Linked DNA regions of Cricetulus griseus: region 1 is linked to region 2. The links are chromatin contacts, called in public Hi-C maps. All regions are on one chromosome and are shown on one strand. The core of a region is the stretch at or near the end of the contact, and the rest is flanking DNA. Distances in the headings are between cores, read along the strand shown. Region 1 overlaps LOC113834994 (a long non-coding RNA gene). Region 2 overlaps Slc22a23 (solute carrier family 22 member 23).

Region 1 (4,508 bases), core at 1,185-3,684, 67 kb after region 2:
AAAGACTTATTTAGTGCTCATGTGTTTAGAGGTTGTATGCCATCATTGGGCCTTTGAACCTATGATAACCAGAAGATTATGATAGGAGCATGAAGCAGACAAACCACTTGTCTTAGTTTGGGTTTCTATTGCTGTGAAGAGACACCATGACCACAGCAACTCTTATAAAGGACAACATTGAAAGGGGCCTGGCTTACAGTTTCAGAGGTTTAGCCCACTATCAGCATGGTGGAACATGGCAGCGTGCAGGCAGACATGGTGCTGGAGAAGGAGTTGAGAATGGAGAAGGAGCTACAGCTTGATCCTGCAGGCAACAGGAAGTTATCTGTCTCACTCGGTGTAGCTTGAGCATAGGAGATCTCAAAGCCCACAGTGACACACTTCCTCCAGCAAATGCTTATTCCAACAAAGCCACACTTCCTAATAGTGCCACTCCCTATGAGTTTATGGGGGCCAATTACATCCAAACCACCACACCCCTCATTTCCCAGCTGGGAAGTGTTGAGTGTTGCATATTTTCTGTGGTGTCTACTTCTATTCACCCCAGACAGAGAAGACAACATCAGACCAGAGAAACAATTCTACCCAAGTCCATCTTAGTGAAGCAATAAATTTACTGGAGTCACGTACAAGCGCTTGAGCAACTACCAGCAGCTACTCTTGTCTTCCAGCAATTTTTAACCATTCATATAGCCTTCGGAGGGGAGGACCTAATGAGCCTCTCAACCCCCTCACTGGTAATGTTAATAGGTGATATCTCCTGAGGGTTTCAGGGTGCTGATCACACCTGCTCTGATTCAAGACTGAAATAATCATGTCCAATCCAGATGAAACAGCAGAGGCAGAGGAAGATACTGGGGGGGGGGTCCCATAATGTCTTTTGAGGTATAACCCCAAATAACCTGAAGATCTTTAACCAGGCCCTACCTCTTAAAGGTCTCACAGGGGGATTTCTGGGGACTAAATATTAGACACATTGTCCTGTAGGTCCATTTCGGATCCTGACTGTAGCTCCCAGTCAGCTCTGGGCCTCTGTAACTCATCCGACTAAAGAGAATTTAAATAACTTTATCTTTCCATCTTGCTGCCTTTCTCAGTTAGGTTAGAGAATTAAGTAATCCACCATACCTGGACATGAAGATTCTGCCCCAGGGTGGTGGCTGCTGAGCTTATTGGTTATAAACCTGAATCTTTTTATTAACATATAGTCATGGCATCAAATAACGGGTTTCATTATGTTTTCACAGATGCAGTTTACGTGCTTTGAACTTATTAACCCTTTCACTATCCACTCATATTGTTCCTCTATCCTTCCTGATGGGTCTCCTGCTCTGCTAAATTGTTCCCTTTGGCATTTATGCCTTCAAAAAAAGTCTAGGTTCTGTGTATGACGGACAGCATGCTTGCATGCCTTTCTGAATCTGGCTTCTTCTGCTTAACACCATGATCTCCAGGTCCATGCACTTTCCTACAGATGACATCACTGTGTTCTCCTTTGTGGCTGGATAAAATGCTCTTGTGTACGTATACCACATGCTCTTTCCCTATTCATCTATGGACAGACCTCTCGGCTGTTTCTATCATTTGCTCTTGTGAACGGCGCTGCATGAATTTATCTCTATGGCTTGCCAACTCCGATTCCCTCAGGTACATAGCCAGGAGTGATACAGTGGGGTCATGCAGTAGTTTCACTTTTAGGTTTTTGGAGAGTCTCCATACTAATTTCTATAGGGGCCCCACTAATTTACATTCCACTAGAGTGTAAAGTGTTCTCACCACCATTTGTTGCCATTTGTTTTCCTGGTGATCATCTTTCTGGGCCAGCTCTAACCTCGAAGCAGTTAGCGACCTGTGTTTACTCTGATGGCTAAAGGTGTTAAACATATTTTAGGTATTTACTGGCTACTAAAATTTATTTTTTTCAGTTTATTTATTTATTTATTTATTTATTTATTTATTTTGAGAACTGGCTTCTTTTAGTGGCTTCCTGACACTTAAAAGGAATGACTTTTGATGTTTCTTCTCACACAAGTCTGCTGTATGTCTCCACGCCTCTCTGTGATCTCAGGGTGACAAGTCATGGGTAAGGACTTCTGGGGAAACAGGAAAGGAGGGAAATGCACTGAGCCAGCTTCCCCTAAAAAGTCACCGTGCTCCCAGTCCAGCCAGAGGCAGCACTGGGCTGTGGGTGAGTCAGCAGGGAACGGCAGTGGGCCTTGCAGGTGCTCAGTCTGTGACTGAGCAAGAATATCGACTGTGCTAGTGCGAATGTGAGCAGGGGATTGGTGGAGGTAGACACACACACTGCAGAGGCAGAGGCATGAGGTATCTGGCTCTGATGTCCCTTCTCAGGAGCCTGCTGGTGAGAGCCAAGCCTGTCCCTGTTCTTTATAGAAGCCTGAGTCACTGCTGTTGCCTTTGAAATAGGCTGGAGGTGAGCCAGCATGGGAGGGCCAGGCAGGATGGGGAGGTGTGGAGCTGGTGACAGGCTGTGAGCATCCGTCAGCAGCTGTGGCATTTGCTTATTTCTGAGCTGGACAGTGTTTATGAGCAGCCACAGTGTCCCCTGCAGAGAAACAGACCAAACCAGACAGATAACACCACCTTGGTTTTCACCAGCCAGTCCCATTATCCAGGGAGGGAATTACTATTTTGCCACAGAGAATTTAACTCAGGAGCCGGAGGCACCCCGTACCTTCTAGACAGAAGGAAAGGCTTCTGTTCGTTGTTCTGCCACAGGCTCAGCACATCTGAGGACAACACTGGCCTCTTCTCCTTGGCTATGTCTGGAATTAATCAGTTAGACTGCTGGGTGCAAAAGAGAAATGAAACATGCAGGCCTTGGGTACTGAACACCACAGATGCCGGTGGCTGTGGGATTCTAGAGAGAGGGCTGGACATGTCCACAGTGGTTCGGCATGCCACTGTAACAACCAAGACCCCAGTTCAGCAAGCATTTACGCACTGGCAGCTATAGGCAGGCTCCTGATAGCCTCTGTGACTGTGAAGGAGACTCTGATATATACATGCCTCTCCCTCACTCCTCCTCCTGTCCTTTACCTTCTTATCCCCCCTTCATTATTTCTCCTTTCTGATGATTTTGATGATGGCCAGGGAGGAAATTCATATCATAATTGCCTAGCCGAATAATCCCACAAGAAATCATTACAATCTCTGAAAGAATAAACCATCTTCATATTTAAGCTTTTTCTATTTTTATAAAAGAACAAAACCTAAAGCTGTTAAGCCTTAAGAAAATGTTTCGAGGAAGATTGTTTCTCTGAAGACAACATTAGCAGGTTGGAGTTTTCTATCGGAGCGCACAATCTCCATGTGTCTTAATTTTAGAACCTATCCAGGTCTCCTTCCCAAAGGAAGATGACATTCCCAAGCTGCCTCCATGTCCCCTCTTTTCCCTCTCAGTTTTAGTAGCATTATGACTGTGGTTGTTGAATGTGCCCTATCCCCACCCCCCCCAACCCCGACACACACCACACACACACCAATATGTTCAAGGTCGAACCTATTTCACATGTTTTTTTTGTGTTTTTTGTTGTTGTTGTTGTTTTTGTAGAGTCATTTACAGAGCAATTGGTTAAGACCAGGTCATACCAGAGAGCAGTGGGCCCTCAGCTAGTGCCTGACCATCTCAGAAGTAGAGAAAAACTGTAACCGAACATGAGACCAAAGCATCTGGGGGGAAGTTATTACAGCTTGCAGTTCAGAGAACGGCAGTCTGTCACGGTGGGGCAAGCGCAGTAACAAGAGAGGCCAGTTCAGGTCAGAAAAAGGATTTCAACTCTCCAATGGCTTTCTTGTTTTTCACTTTTCATTCATTCTGAGACCTGGGAAAAGTGGGGCTTTCACCAAATATGAAGGCTAACTAAGCAAGCTGTTATATAACTCCATCCTAAAACCCAGTGCAAAAGAAACCCATGTTCTAGCTCAAATTGCCGGGCAGAAAAAGAGAATTCCCACCTCCTCTGACTTTTTATTTTCTTTTTATTTTATTTTCTTTCCTAAGACAATTGGGTGGTACCAGTTACCATGGCTGGGGGTGTGCATGTGGCAGGGGTGGGGGTGGGGGGTGGGGAGGAATCTCCTTGCTTAGTCTACCAAAGCATATGATGATATTTTTCTGCAAACATTTCCACAGAAATATCTAGAATAATGTTTAACATATTTGAACTCCTCTCAGTCTACTCAAAATGACTCATAGAATTAATAACCATCATTGTTACTTAGTGTAGCACTAAAGAATTTAGATCCTGGAGTCAGAGACAGGCTTGAACTTCATCCCAGATGTTTGTATGTGGTGTGGCTCTAATTAAAGTCACTTAACCTCTGTGCCATTGTTTGCTCATCTATGAGATGAAAATGAGATGTGAACTACTATAGGACCTGCTGTGCAGATGGAAGGTGACAGTGAGTGACAATGGGGCCTTTTGACTAATCTTGGAATCTACCGCATCCTACATAGTCATGATAGCTGAGCAGTGGGGGCACAT
Region 2 (4,889 bases), core at 1,118-3,617:
AGCAGTCTAAGGAGCACTGCACCACCACCCTTTCCTATTTCTTCACTTTTTATAATAAACAAAAGAGAGGAATGTTAAAAGTCAGGTTCTCCCACACAGCGAACCTTCCGTGATTCATCACCAGTGTCTATGTCTTCACTAGTCTCCAAATGTCCATGAAAAGTCACCCCCATCAAGGCTCACTCTCTTGCTCTCTCACTTTGTCTGTCTCTCACTGCCTGGTACCAGGACTTTGGAATGAATCCAAAAGTTGAAAAATCTAGCTCAAACACAAAGCCTCACCCCAGGGAAATGGTTAGAGGTGGGTACTTCCACCTTCAAGAGTACTAGCGATACAGGGAAATATTTGCACTGACTGAAAGGGATCACTTAGCAATTTCAGGTGATGGATGGAAGGTCAAGTGATTTGTGGGCCAGAAGGTGGACCTGTTGTGGGTGGGATGGACAAGTAGGGTTCCTGGTGTGGCTCAGAAGCTCAGGGGGAGTGCCTGCAACTGGAGAACCTACCAAGTCACAGACACCAGTGCTGAGATTTAGCAGCGAGAATACCTTGGCAAGTCAGAGCCAAGGAATGCTGCAACAGAGATCACAACATGCAACAAATCTCATGCAAGAGATTTATTGGAGGGGGAGGAAGCAAAACGCCTTCTCAGGGTGGAGACATGAGAGAGACAGAAAGAGCCAGAGACAGACAGACAGAGCAAGACAACAAAAGAGACCGTGAGAATGGTCTGTGTTGGTGGGGACCTTTTAAAGGGTATGCATGTCACATTTTCAGCTCCTAATGACATGGCTGCTGCTGCTAGTCTGAAGACAGGCTCGGGAGCACCTGATTTCTACCATTCCTTCCTTTTCCAGGCGGTCCCACAGCTTGCCTTCAGTGACTCAGCAGCAGCAGCAGCAGCAGCAGCAGCTATGTCATCTCCAGTCGACAAATGCCCTTTAAAAGCCAGCTCCCCACACCAAGGCTTGCTCTCTCTCTTTCTCTCTCACTCTGTCCATTTCTCTGTCAGTCCCTGTCTCCCTCTCACATCTCCAATCTGAGACAGCCTTACAACCCCCCCCCCCGCCCCAATAAATCTCTTGTATGAGCTCTGTTGCATGATGGGATCTCTGCTTTAGCATTCCTTGTTTCTGACCTGACAAGGTACTCCTGCCGCTGAATCCTAACTGTACTAGAAACAAATACTCCACTTGCCAGGAAAATTCAGCATATAAATTAGAGTGAACCAAATACAGATGACTTCATGCTGAGCCTTCACCATCTTTCCCTTATGGTATGTGAGGAGCACTGGATACATAGCCATGCTCGTGGAACTGAGAACTACGAATCTTCTAGGCCAAAGCAGGGTTGGAGCCTGGTTTTGCAAGGCTCATCTGAGAAACCTTTCCTTTCTTCTTCTTCTCCTTTTCTCCTTCTCCTTCTTCTCTTTCTTCTTTATCTAGAGTCTGGAAACAGGAGGCAAAAAGGCTGGCCTCTGGGGACTTCGATTTCCTTTGTCCCCCAATTTAAGTTTTTTGTTTTGTTTTGTTTTTCTCAATGCATGGCTGTTGAATTATTGGAGCTGCTAAAAAAAAAAAAAAAAAAAAAAAAAAAAAAAAAAAAAAAGCAAGAAAGACCCAGGGGGTTAGTTTCCTTATAACCTGAGTATACAGCCATAGAAAACCCACCAGTGATGTCTGAGAAACCCAAGTTCAGTATCTTTTCCTAAGGAGCAAAGCCTGAGCAGGGTGGATGCAAGTTACAAGTTCTAAAGGACAGCTGGTCCAGTGGGAGGGAAGAGCACCCACAATCAGACCTCCTGGACTTTTGGCCAGGCTACACAGCCTTTTGCTTATGTGGCCTTGGATAAGCCCTATTACTCTGGAGAGTCTTGCATTCTCTGTAAATTGGGAATAATTATTGCACCTGCTGCATTACCCCTTCTGCAGGCATGGTGAGATCATGTGAAGGACAGGCTGGCAGCTCTAAGAAGCTACAAGTCACTGCTCCTTATCCAAAATGTCTGGGACCAAAAGATGTTTTGGATTTTGGGGAGAAAATGTTGTTATTTGACTATTCCCTTCAAAGCAAGACATTCCCTCCTGTGGAGAGGCTCCTTGTGAGACTCAGAAAATATATGAAATTTACAAGTACCAGGAAAAAAATATATGAAATTTACAAGTTCCAGGAATCTCTTGAAAGTCACAAGATTGACAAGGCCGATCCCCAAGGTAATACAAGCAGTAATGATTGCTGGGGAGATGGAGATAGGGACAGGGGCTGAGCTGCCTGCGGGTTGTGCTGGGAACTCCAGGGGTGGAGCTTTTGTGCATTGTCACCCCTGCGAGAGTGGGTTTTTGATGATTCAGCTGCCCTTGAGTCATCCATGTTCCTGTAAGGAACCTGTCACGCATACTCCTGTGAGTAACCCCAGTATACTTTGATTGACTTGAGTGTGTTGAATGTGGATTGACTGGGGTGATGTGCGAATCCAAGAAAGAGATCACTGATCTCTACAGAAGCAGGCTGCCCTTTGATCAGAGCAATGAAAGACTGCAGGAGTAGAGACTGTGCACAGGAGGTTTTATAGGACAGAAAAAGGAGCTTTGGGGATGGGATTCCATCTGCAGATGTGTTCCCCTGCAAAAGTTGTAAAAACCCATGGGGGTTGATATGTTGATCCTGTTGGCAGCTTTCTGTGGAAGCTGTTGTCTGTGTATCCATGTTCCTACCCAGGTTTCTGAGCTCCCCCGAGGTTAGGGGGTTATTAGCCTGTTAGAGTGGAGTTGGTTTTTGTTGTTGTTTTGTTTTGTTATGTTGTGTTTTGTATATCTTAATGTCCTGTCTAAGATGGGATAGACCCTTTTTATGTCTCCCCAGCAAAAATCGCACAACACTTGCTTATATATAAGATATTTGGGTGATGAGACCTAAGTCTAAACACAAAATTTATTTATTTTGGGCTAGTGAGATGCTATTAATCCCAAAGATGAGGGGAGAAAGGCCACTTACTCAAATCATCAGGGCCAAATTAATTAAAGCAAGCTTTTTTTTTTAATTCACATACATGGGCTACTTTCCCCTAAGGTGGAGTTTGAGAGGTCAGCATTGGATGTAAGGAAGACAAGGTATTTATAACTCAGAGTTAGGAGCCTTCCAAAGGGGGGATTTGGCAGGCAAAATGGGTGGAGTTACAGGAGCAGAAGGTAAGCATAACAAGTTAGTCACAAATTACCCCTGAAGCAAAAACATGATTGCAAGGTGATCATAACAACAGGTAGTCATAATAAGTAGCCATAACAACCCTTTTGAAGCAAACGTAGGGTTGCAAAGTGATTAATAACTTTTTAAAACAAAGATATGATTGCCATACCTAGAACAGGATTACAAAACCATTTGTAGTGAAACCTACAGGTGAGGCATAGCCCAATCCTTGAGGAAACAGAAGTTTAATCATCAACAGGAATGAACCTAGTTTTTCTTTATTACAATATGGCTTTTAAGCCTAAGATGGAGGCAGCCTGGTTTTTCAATGCCTCAGCAGGTAAAGGCACTTGTTGCCAAGCTTGACATCCTGTGTTCAATTCCTGGGACCCACAGGGTAGAACGAGAAAACCAGCTCCCACTAGTTATCTTCTGACCTTTTGTACATGCTCCTTGATGTGCATAGCACAAAGCATACTGCACTCACATGTATACACACACATTAAATACATAAATAAATGTTAATTAAAAATAATGCTTTAGATATACATTGTAGCCTGAATATATTATTTTAAATAATTTTATGCAGGAAACATGATATTGTGGCATTGTGTTGGTACTCACAAATTTAGGGTTTAATATTTTGGCTTAGGGACATTTAGATGACAAATATTCCTTACTATTGAGACATTATCAGAATTGTTCAAAGTATCTATATTGATCCTATCTGATTCTTCATCACTACAAACCTAGGGTCAGATTCTAACAACAATCAAACAGAGAAAGGGATGGAGTCCCTAGAGGACATTTCATTCCATTAGCTCTGCTAAATAATTCTACAGTTCAGTTAGATAGGCAGAGAGCTTGAGTTTGCTGCTTGAGGTCAGACTTCCTGGTAGCAAAGGTTTGCTGGTCGAGACCACTGTGTTTTTCTTTTTCTGGCCCCCAGAGGGAGATAGGACCCTCCTGTGTGTTGTCCACTGGGTTAAAGGGCATCAAGAATAGAAGGTTGGAGAAGGGGTGCAGCTTACTGGTAGAAATCATCTCTAACACCTAATAAAGGAAAGTGACTCCCACCAGCAGATCTACTCTCCAGAGCAACCCCCTCCCTGTCTCTAATTTGTTCACCATGCTGAGGAAATTCTGACTCCTAGCCTCGCCTCACCCTCCTTGTCTCATCTTGATGTAGATACATCACTTTCTATTCGTAATTGAACCAGGGACTTGCATATTCTTCACTCTTTTGATTTGTTTTGAGAGGGAGTTTTGCTCTGTACATAGCCCAAGCTGATCTTGAACTTGAGACCTCCTGAGTGCTAAGGTTACAGGTATGTGATGAGATACCTTACCTTAATAATCTTTTTTTTAAACCTATGCACATCTTCCAGTAGGCTTTTAAAAAAATAATGAATGGGCTGGAGAGAGGGATTGGCATTTAAAAGCTACTATAGAGGTTGTGGGTTTGATTCTCAGCACTCACATATTGACACATCTGTAACTCCAGTTCCAGGGGATCCAATGCCCTCTTTTGGCCTACAGGCACCACACATACATGGTACAAAGCCATATATGCAGGCAAAAAAACATACACATAAAATCTAAAAAAAAAAAAATCAGCAATTTAATTAGGTGCTGGCAAGATGGGCTCAGTACTTGTTGTACTTGAAAGATATCTGATGCCAGTCTCTGGGCTCTACACACA

What was found. A called contact is a pair of places that touch in the nucleus more often than the background predicts.
Region 1: a Hi-C map of fibroblasts shows a contact between it and region 2, with 1.7 times the contacts expected there. The contact joins two enhancer-like sites. A contact is called at or near these places in 2 of 8 Hi-C or Micro-C datasets (the CHO-K1 cell line and fibroblasts).

The regions. Positions count from the first base shown.
Region 1 is chr3:254,241,122-254,245,629 of CriGri-PICRH-1.0, forward strand. All of the region lies in intron 1 of LOC113834994 (a long non-coding RNA gene), which reads left to right. Among named protein-coding and RNA genes, the nearest start is that of Slc22a23, 55 kb to the left of the region's middle. Within about 2 kb of position 2,435, at least 3 of the 6 cell types and tissues checked have open chromatin away from gene starts, as enhancers often do. A contact at or near this core is called in the CHO-K1 cell line and fibroblasts, where this site is marked.
Region 2 is chr3:254,173,999-254,178,887 of CriGri-PICRH-1.0, forward strand. The region is part of intron 1 of Slc22a23 (solute carrier family 22 member 23); the gene reads right to left. Among named protein-coding and RNA genes, the nearest start is that of Slc22a23, 12 kb to the right of the region's middle. Within about 2 kb of position 2,368, at least 2 of the 6 cell types and tissues checked have open chromatin away from gene starts, as enhancers often do. A contact at or near this core is called in the CHO-K1 cell line and fibroblasts, where this site is marked.